Regions from separate parts of the Mus musculus genome. Here all the other regions are linked to region 3. A link is a contact called in public HiCAR-type and HiChIP or PLAC-seq data. All regions are on one chromosome and are shown on one strand. The core of a region is the stretch at or near the end of the contact, and the rest is flanking DNA. Distances in the headings are between cores, read along the strand shown. Region 1 overlaps Samd4 (sterile alpha motif domain containing 4). Region 2 overlaps Samd4 (sterile alpha motif domain containing 4). Region 3 overlaps Samd4 (sterile alpha motif domain containing 4).

The links. HiCAR-type assays count read pairs that join an accessible place to other places. HiChIP or PLAC-seq counts read pairs in DNA pulled down with a chosen protein or histone mark.
Region 1: a HiCAR-type map of fibro-adipogenic progenitors shows a contact between it and region 3, with 4 times the contacts expected there. The contact joins two enhancer-like sites. A contact is called at or near these places in 1 of 15 datasets of contacts at CTCF or cohesin (large pre-B cells), 3 of 484 Hi-C or Micro-C datasets (the HPC-7 cell line, embryonic fibroblasts and nephron progenitors), 6 of 115 datasets of contacts at active chromatin or transcription factors (craniofacial prominence, embryonic forebrain, extraembryonic endoderm stem cells and 3 more) and 2 of 9 other capture datasets (adipose tissue and bone marrow-derived macrophages).
Region 2: an H3K27ac HiChIP or PLAC-seq map of heart atrium shows a contact between it and region 3, with 5 times the contacts expected there. The contact joins two enhancer-like sites. A contact is called at or near these places in 2 of 15 datasets of contacts at CTCF or cohesin (the NIH/3T3 cell line and hippocampal excitatory neurons), 13 of 484 Hi-C or Micro-C datasets (the G1E-ER4 cell line, adipose-derived mesenchymal stem cells, bone marrow-derived macrophages and 6 more), 11 of 115 datasets of contacts at active chromatin or transcription factors (craniofacial prominence, embryonic basal ganglia, embryonic forebrain and 8 more) and 4 of 9 other capture datasets (adipose tissue, bone marrow-derived macrophages, liver and 1 more).

What each region holds. Positions count from the first base shown.
Region 1 is chr14:46,922,824-46,925,764 of GRCm38.p6, reverse strand. All of the region lies in intron 2 of Samd4 (sterile alpha motif domain containing 4), which reads right to left. Among named protein-coding and RNA genes, the nearest start is that of Gm52120, 20 kb to the left of the region's middle. Within about 2 kb of position 1,589, at least 69 of the 459 cell types and tissues checked have an H3K27ac peak or open chromatin away from gene starts, as enhancers often do. A contact at or near this core is called in adipose tissue, embryonic fibroblasts and fibro-adipogenic progenitors, where this site is marked.
Region 2 is chr14:46,901,556-46,904,281 of GRCm38.p6, reverse strand. All of the region lies in intron 2 of Samd4 (sterile alpha motif domain containing 4), which reads right to left. Among named protein-coding and RNA genes, the nearest start is that of Samd4, 20 kb to the right of the region's middle. Within about 2 kb of position 1,356, at least 11 of the 459 cell types and tissues checked have an H3K27ac peak or open chromatin away from gene starts, as enhancers often do. A contact at or near this core is called in heart atrium, where this site is marked.
Region 3 is chr14:47,085,621-47,088,320 of GRCm38.p6, reverse strand. It overlaps Samd4 (sterile alpha motif domain containing 4), which reads right to left. Exons shown (of 13, transcript NM_001037221.2): 10 at 361-562. Among named protein-coding and RNA genes, the nearest start is that of Gm10371, 29 kb to the left of the region's middle. Within about 2 kb of position 1,385, at least 146 of the 459 cell types and tissues checked have an H3K27ac peak or open chromatin away from gene starts, as enhancers often do. A contact at or near this core is called in adipose tissue, embryonic fibroblasts, fibro-adipogenic progenitors and 1 more, where this site is marked.

The sequences.
Region 1 (2,941 bases), core at 340-2,839, 160 kb after region 3:
TTTCCGTGTATGTTCTTGTTTAATTTTCTCTCCCTGAACATAATAACCAGCTTCTTAAAGCTCTGGTTTAAATCCCATAAAACCTCCCTCCTGTGGTCCCCACTGCTGCTCCCCGAACCCATCTTAGCAAATGCATGTGCAGCTCTGGGCTTGCAAAGGTGGAGGTGTACATCCACCAATGGAGGAGACTTGTCTGTGTGTGCGTGTGTGGGTGGAGGCCAGAGTTTGACATCAAGCAACCTCTTCTATGAGTCTACTGAGGTACGATCTCTCTCTAAATCCAGAAGTTACCAATTAGGGTTGTCTACCTAAGCAGAGCCCGCCCCAGGCGCTGTCTGCTTTGCTAATGCTGGCGTTGCAGGCAGGTTGCCCAGCTTTTATGTAGGTGCTGGAGTTCTGGATGCTGGTGCTTCAGCTTGTGTGGGAAAGTCTTTATCAAATGAGCCATCTCCCCAGCACCAGGTTCATCCCGAAGTCTCACAAGCCAAAGACAGAGGGATAAAAAGAGCAGGAGGAAGAGTCACCCATAAGGCCTTCCCAAAGCTGTGGATTAGCTTCAGGTGAGTCAAATGGTTTCCTGAGACTGGGGCTGCCCACTTTCAAAGGCCACCACTGTGCTTAGTGAGGCTTACTCACCCGACTAAGGGCTGCAGGAGGCATCAAAGGCCCCTGTGGGGGACAGCTGGAGTATCTGAACAGCACTGTTCTGCCGGGGCTCCTGAGTAAAAACCGAAGATATTAACACGCATCTTCATCAACCCAGCCTTGAATGTTCTAGATTCTTTTCCCTTTAAGGTTTCTGTGTTCAACTACAGTCCCAGGCTTTCTTTTATAGAGCACATTTCTCCACCATTGTTCTGCACTGTATAGCCTTGAGCAACCGTGATTAGCATGATTTCTAATGCAGAAATTAAATATGCTGTAAACTCTAATTATCATCATGCTGGGCTTACAGCTTTGTTCCTAGGTAAGGCATTAGCAAAGATGTAAAGCTACCATGGCTCTCAACAGCTTTTTGTTTTACGCTGGTTCCAGTTTTGAGTAGGGAAGGAGGAAGAGAGAGAGAGAAAAAAAAAAAAACAAACTTTCTTTTTCCATCTGACCACAAGTGCTTTTTATAGATTTTTCTTTTCTACACTCAGCTCTGAAGAATGCACTAGAGTTGAACAAATTCAAAGCCATGTCAGATGCACGTTGTGTAACCATTGGCTCTCTGGGGTATCGCCAGCAATGGGACGGTCTGGGGATGTACAAAGTCAGAATGGACGTTTATAGCATAAGACTTTATTAACAGCAACTTAGCTCAATTTGGCTTAAAAAAAAAAGAGAGAATGCTTCAGAAATTAATTTTATCACAAAGAACATCGAGCTCTGAGAACAATCTAGCTATATAAGCATGGAACCAAAGTTCAAAGAAATGTGCCTCAAAATAAGTACTCTCAGAGCTGGAGCTGACAGAGAAGAGTGAGTTGATGTCAGCCACGGTGGTGCCAGGCTTGGCTGGCTGCGACATCCTCCGGTAGAGCTAAGGCCTTTCTGGGGCTATACCCGGCACTGTGTGAGCTCAGGCCAGAGGGCCTTCCCAGCCTTCCCATGGCGGCTGTTCCCTCTCTGAACGGTAAGGCTCAGCACGCATTTTAGCTGTGATGACTCTCAGCACCTCAAGTGGACCCGCTGACTTGGCTGCATTTCAGTTTCCTTCCCATTTGGAGAAACAGGCCTTAAGTTTGTTTGGAAAAGAAAATGCTATAAACACCCTTGTTTATTTTGGAAACGTTTAAGAACTATTCAAAAACAGAAGGGAAGTGATCTAGTTTTGGAAGAGGGGCACGTCACATTGTAGCTAGATGCACACCAGGCTGGAGAAAGATGAAAAGACAGAGAAACTCACCGGCTGGCTGGGGATTAAAAACCTGAAGCCCCAGCCCACATCACCTTCCCACCTGAGATAGTCCCCTTTCTATCTGTAGCACCAGGTCAAAGGATTGGAATATAGCCTGGTTGGGGGTGAGGGGCACACCCCTATAACGTAAGCATTCACCATGCTGGAGATATAAGGTGGAGAGAACAAGGCCAGCCTGGCTACATGATAGGTTCAGTGTCAGCCTGTGCTATATATTGAGTTCAAGGCCAGCCTAGGCTCTATAGCAAGACTTTGTCTTTAAAAAGAGGGGTGTGGGGAGCAGGGGTGGGGTACCAGAGGCTCTCATTTCTTGGAGAGCCAATAGATGCCTCAGAGCACAAATAAAACCACATGAGGACAGGGTGACTGTATTTCAAAGACTAATGGCTTTAATCCTACAAATAAGCTCAACCTCTCCAAGACATTCTGAATTCTGCCAACTTTCGTTGTCAGTCTGCCTAAGTGCAGATCAGTCTCTCAACACTTAAGAAGAGTCTGCTCAGAATAAGCATGGATCAGAGAGGGAAATACAGTGCGACAAAGAAGAGCCCTGATAACTCTCTGGTCAACCACGAAAGTACATCTTCCTCTCCAGATGCCATGAATGATCCCTCCTTGAAAGCACCCGAGTGCAGACAGGTCCTGACCAATGGCCAACAGGGACACAGTCTCCCTCTGTGGTTATGCTGAAACACAAACAAATGGCTCCCCATTTGAGAGGCTTCAAACCCCTTCCGTTGTCACCTTACAGCTTTGGATGTCAGATGTCTGAAATGAGCCCCACTGGACTAAAATCAAAGGGACAGCCAAGCTTGGCTCCTTCCGGAAGCTCTAAGGGAGAACTCATTTCCTCGCCTTCCCCAGACTCTAGAAACTATTCCTATTCCTTGGCTTGTGGCCTTCTGCTTCGTCTTCAAAGCCAGCAATGGCAACAAAGACTGACTTACCTAGGATCTTCCTGACAACAGTTCTTCTTTCACCTTCCTTGTCCACTTGTAAGGTCACTGTGAGCACACAAAGTCTACTTGAATGATCCAG
Region 2 (2,726 bases), core at 107-2,606, 180 kb after region 3:
GTGGCCCTGTCATAAAACAGAATGCTACATGGTCATTTAAAATGTTATAGTTACAGAATTTACATCAGTCGTTAAAATACTAGACCTGTATGAGAGTCAAGGATAGTTTTGATCTAGTCTTCTCTAAACAATACATGTATATTCTATGCAGTATGTTCCCATGATCAGAGTATTGTGGACTTGACGGAAAGAGAAAAGATGTTTTACAACCTGAAGAACTATGCTGTTATCTCTTTTGTCAAATTTCTGCAGTAGAAATACAGTTCTTCCTCTAAGAATGTGGTTGTTAAAAACGAAACAAAATGAAACACCTTTCTACCCAGTTCTCTAGGATCTGATTTGTAACACTGATAAGACTGCTCCGTGTAGGAGACAGTGTAGCTAATACGTGTATCTTCTCTTAAACAGCTCCTGTGAACACATAAGCACACAGTAACAATTCTGAAAGAGGCCATGGATTTGAAGGAGAGTTAGGAGGGATCTGGTGCCAGCCTAGACCAGTGGTTCTCCACCTTCCTTTAAATCAGTTCCTCGTGTTGTGGTGACCCCCAACCATAAAATCATTTCATTGCTACTTTTATGACTGTAATTTTGCTACAGTTTAAAATCATAATACAAATATCTATGCTTTCCAATAGTCTTAGGTGACCCCTGTGAAGGAGTCTCAACCCACAGGTTGAGAACCACAGGTTTAGCGGGAGGAAAGGGAAGGGAGAAATGTAATTATAATCTCAATTTAAAAACAAAACAAAACATGGAAACAAGAGAACTATCTCACATGCCAAAACTCACTCGATCCATTTAACACTTAAAGTTCTTTATGCTATATTCATATTTAGTGTAAACCTAGAGCAGAACATTCTTTTCTAAATCAGAAAACATGGTAGTTGTGTGGCCAAGCAATTGGGTAGAGAGCATAATGGAAAGACCTTTTATTCCAAATCATTAAATTATGCCCAAGTTAAATAGTAGCCCTTACTGGTTGCCCAGTTCAGTCTCTCATGTCCCACTTTGTGCGCCTACTACAGGTAAAGCGTTCTGAAGATGCTTAACTCAACAGTGCCCCCTTCAACGCCACAGGTCTGAGATCTGAGATTAAAGGAAATTTCAATTCAAAGGGTTAATCAGAACAGTTGCTTAAACCTACAGCTCGGAAGAGAGTCGGCCCCTCTGTCTACTCCTGAAGACCCCGGTATTTTCCCCTCAGCTGTCACAAATGGTTGGAAAAGCTTTCTTTCCCACCATGACATGCATATGACATCACATTGTGGACCCGGAACTCAACACTGGAACACAACTTGCCAAAAGTGATGTCAGTCTAGTACATAATCGCAGTCCAATTGTAAAGTCAGGCAGCGTTTCATCTGATCAGCTTTTGGCGGAAGCAGGCCGACTGGAGCCACCTGTTACCGTATCTAGAACCAAGCCTCTCTTAGCAGCTCAACAACAAAATGCTATAAATATTCATTCCTAATGAAACTGCTCAAAGGTCACTTTTAAGGAGGAAGGGCTTTCAGTGGGACTGCTGATAACAAGCTGGCTATTTTTAGAGACTATACAGTCGAAAAGGCACTGTTATTGAAAACGGCATACTATACTACTGCAGTATACCATAGCAGTATACCATAGCAGTATACTATAGCAGTATACTATTGCTATACTGGTGGTAGAAATTAATCAAAAGCATCATGGCTAGCTATAGGATCCTTGAAACCTTTACATTTGATATGATGTGTAATATAACTGTGAAAACCAAAGCCATTTAAATTCTGCAAAAGACTCGCCTGAACAGGGGCACACCTTTTCAAAAGGTTTCTTGAAGTGTGAGTGTTACAAATACCCTCTTTAACCTCCTGTAAAAACAGCCTCGCTTTTCAACAGCTGTCAAAATAGATTCCAGTATCCATTTTACTCCAGAGTGTTGGGAGAAGATCTTAAAATTGCCAAGGAGTGTCAGGATGTGGGTGACTCCCTTTAAAATATTCTTCCAGCTACAGAGAGGTGGAAAAAGCACAGATCCATGACCCATCAAAGGGAAGACAAAGTGATCATGCCTAGTTACACAGCCTGGCCCTGTGTTCAGACCAGGTCAGGTATGTCCTTTATTGCAGACGTGTACCTCTGGGCCACCCACACCTAGGGACTTGGGGCAGTGCTATTCAGGGATGGAGTTGCCAGATTCAATAATGGAGTTACAGGCATTCCAGCTAACTTCACTTCACAGATGCACAATGAGTAATGTCTTTTGGTTTGAGTAGAATTATACCCTGATATTCATGGTGCATCTGCAGTTCAAGGTTGGCCAGGGTCCTGCCATTTCTCTGGCGATCACACAGAACAACACTGAGGCATACAAGCTCTGCCTCCCAGACCCAGTGCTCTGGCCATAGAAGCTCTGAGAGGCTAGCTAAATGCTTAATGTAACAACAGTTTAGTTTTCTCCTTTAAAAAATCCTTTCAAACTGTACAAAAGTTAACTCTGTAGTACAACTGACTCTACCTTTCCGGAAATTATCAATCCTCAGTCTTTGTCGCTTTACACTGGAGATACAGACTTCAGTCTGCAACCACTATGACGTCATTTCCTAACATGACCAAGGGGCTCCAACACAAGGATGCTGATAACTGATACCAGGACATGTCCTAGTGTGCAGTTCACATTCAAATGCAACACGCTCTTCTGATTCTGTTGTGGTCTTGCTTTCCCCATCCAAGGTTCAACCTAG
Region 3 (2,700 bases), core at 136-2,635:
CCGGGACTGTGAGGAAAAAGTCAAAGGAAGCTTATTAAATGCCCACCCAGACCTGGAAGGTGATGGGGTATGTTGGGGGGGGGGCAAAGATCAAGCAGAAGTAGCCCTTGCATGCCTGTCTACAAGGGTCCCAGAGATAAATGTAGCACTAGCTTTCCCAAGCAGCAGACATGAGTTTTTCCGTCTCCAGGGAAACAACGCAAACAGTGATTACCTGACAAGCATAGGCTCAGCTATCTCCTGGTTTAGATTCCCCTGGGGTCTTATCTTTCCATGCAGGAGACTGTCTGGGTTGGAGACATCTTAAAGCCTCAGTCCCTGAGCTTGGTCAACCTCCCTGCTCCCCAGAGCAGAACAAACCTGTCTTCCTTGTTTCATGATGGTGGGGTTGGCAGCGGTGTGGCGCTGGTTGGAGCTGACAAATCCACTGGTGCCCAGGAGACCAAGGCGGGCGGAAGGGACATTCCGAGATGCGATCTGGTACTGTCGTGGGTTCCGTCTGCCCATGCCGCTGCCCACAGAGCTGGCTGTTGGGAGGGAGTTGGACTGCCCAAAGCCACGACTGTGAGAGCAAAGAGAAGAGATCCAGAGGTTCTGGCTCCAGCCCTACATAGCCCAGGCTGCCAGTGGGGTCTCTTGGGGACTGACAAGAGGTTTGGGGGTGCCAATAATAGGCTATGAATCAAACTGTACCTAGTATCTAAAAGCAACAGCACATGCTAAATGTTGGCGCATGCACACTACTCTTAACCCACAAGACAGCCCTATGAAGTAGGCTTCCTAATCTTCACTGCTAGAAAAACTCAGAAAGCTTGAGGATTTTGCTATCGACACACAACCAGCAGGGGGCAGCACTCAAATATGAACCCAAAAGGGGAGCTCAAAGAGTCCCCTGCCTTCTATTCTTGTCTAGTCCAACCTGTGGGTCTGTGCATGAGGCCATGGTGCCTTTCAAGAAGCCACAAAGCAAAATAGTAGGGTCAGTATCTGGATCTGATTCCGTTCTGGTGCGCCTTCCATGATGGCGTGGTTCATTGCTGATCAGGTTGTCTGTAAGCAGTCTTAGATGGAGGACCCGATTGAAATATAAGCTCTGTTAGAAAGGACTGTATGTGTCTTCTTCAGCCCCTTATGTCCCAGGCCCGAGGCACGGAGTCAGAATTTTGCAGAGTAAATGCTGTTTGATATTTCTCCAACTGGGAGGTCACTGCGGTGTGTGGATGACTCCATACACACCTAGGATAGTCCAGTCTCTTCGTTCCCCAGGTCTTTCCTGCAGGGCGGCCCTCACCAGGGCTGGCAAGGCTCCGCTTTTCGGGTCCACGCAGGAGGCTGCTCCCAGCGGGGTCGGATGAGCTCAGCGGAGAAGCCTCCACCAGCCCCGGGCTTCTGGAACCGGACACATTCTTTCCAAGGGAGTCAGGCAGCTTTAGTTATTCAGGAGGGTGAAGGAGGTCTGCGTGGCGGGCAACGGCCACTAGATGGAGCAGAGTCGCTTGGTTGCTAAACTGGGGAGTTTTCGCCAAGCTTACCAGAAGACCCTGCAGATGAGCTGATTTAGCTTAGCCAGTGGAGGTCCAGGGGGCCATTCACAGCAGGTACTTCCTGCGCCAGAGATGGTTGTGTGTGAGTGCGGGGCGGGGGGAGGGGAGGTGGCGTCTGAGGTGGCAATGCAAAAGTTCCCGAGTTCCTAAATGTCTTAGGGAGAGAAGGTTCCAGGCTTTTGAGGCCAAGAAGGGTGTTGTAGAACCCATTCAGAAGAAGAGGTTCTTCTCTTGGGTTCTTGGTCTCTCTGTTTATCTTATCTTCCCTTTCCTCATTGAAAACTGAAAATTAGCGTGAGGCCATTCCATGCAATCAGAGACCCCAGGGAGGTAACTTGTAAAAGTGGCAGCAAGTGTGGGGGGGGAATGGGGGGGGATTTCCGCTTTCAGCTGTTAAGAACAGGTCCTCTGGCTTCTGAAGTCAGAATTTGGGCCACCTGGCAGATAGATGATCAGTATCTGCTAAGACTCCCCCCACCCCTTACTTGGTGTGAATAGATTTTTCTCACTTCCCTCTTTGGCTGGATTTTTAGAAGGCTATTTCTATATGCAAAACAGTAGTGGATGAGTGTTGCCTTAAAATGATCTGTTCTTCCACGAAAGCAACACTGTAGCTTGTAAAAAAATTTTTTTTTGAGACAGGGTCTAACTATGTAACACAAGCTAGCCTCAAACTGCCTTCCCGCCTCAACCACCCAAGTGCTGGGACTACTCAAGAAAATCAGACCTGGATCAAGACTGTATTTTCTAGCCACATCAAGGCCAGAAGGCTCTGTTAGGGCAGTCGGTGAAGAAAAGGAGAACCCTGACATTCCCAAGAGTTAGGACTCAGCTGTTTGGGAGAAGGAGTAAAGCCCAGAGTATTCCGGGGTCTGGGAGGTGGTGGTGGTGGTGGTGGTGGTGGTGGTGGTGGTTACAGTATAGCGGAGGCAGAATTTTGAGAGGCCTTCTTCTTCCTGATGGTGGAGTCTAGCTGTGGTGTCCTCAAAAGGTTATTTTTACAAAGCCAGGTTTTTCTAGAGTTGCTGCCGCTGACAGTGGGATTGAACTCTGAGGTCAGTTAGGACCACTCAGCTTAAGGAAATAATTATGTTTCCCAAGAAAGAACAAATGCCAAATTAAAGTCCCACTCTTGGCCCCTCCTCCATCCTGCCTC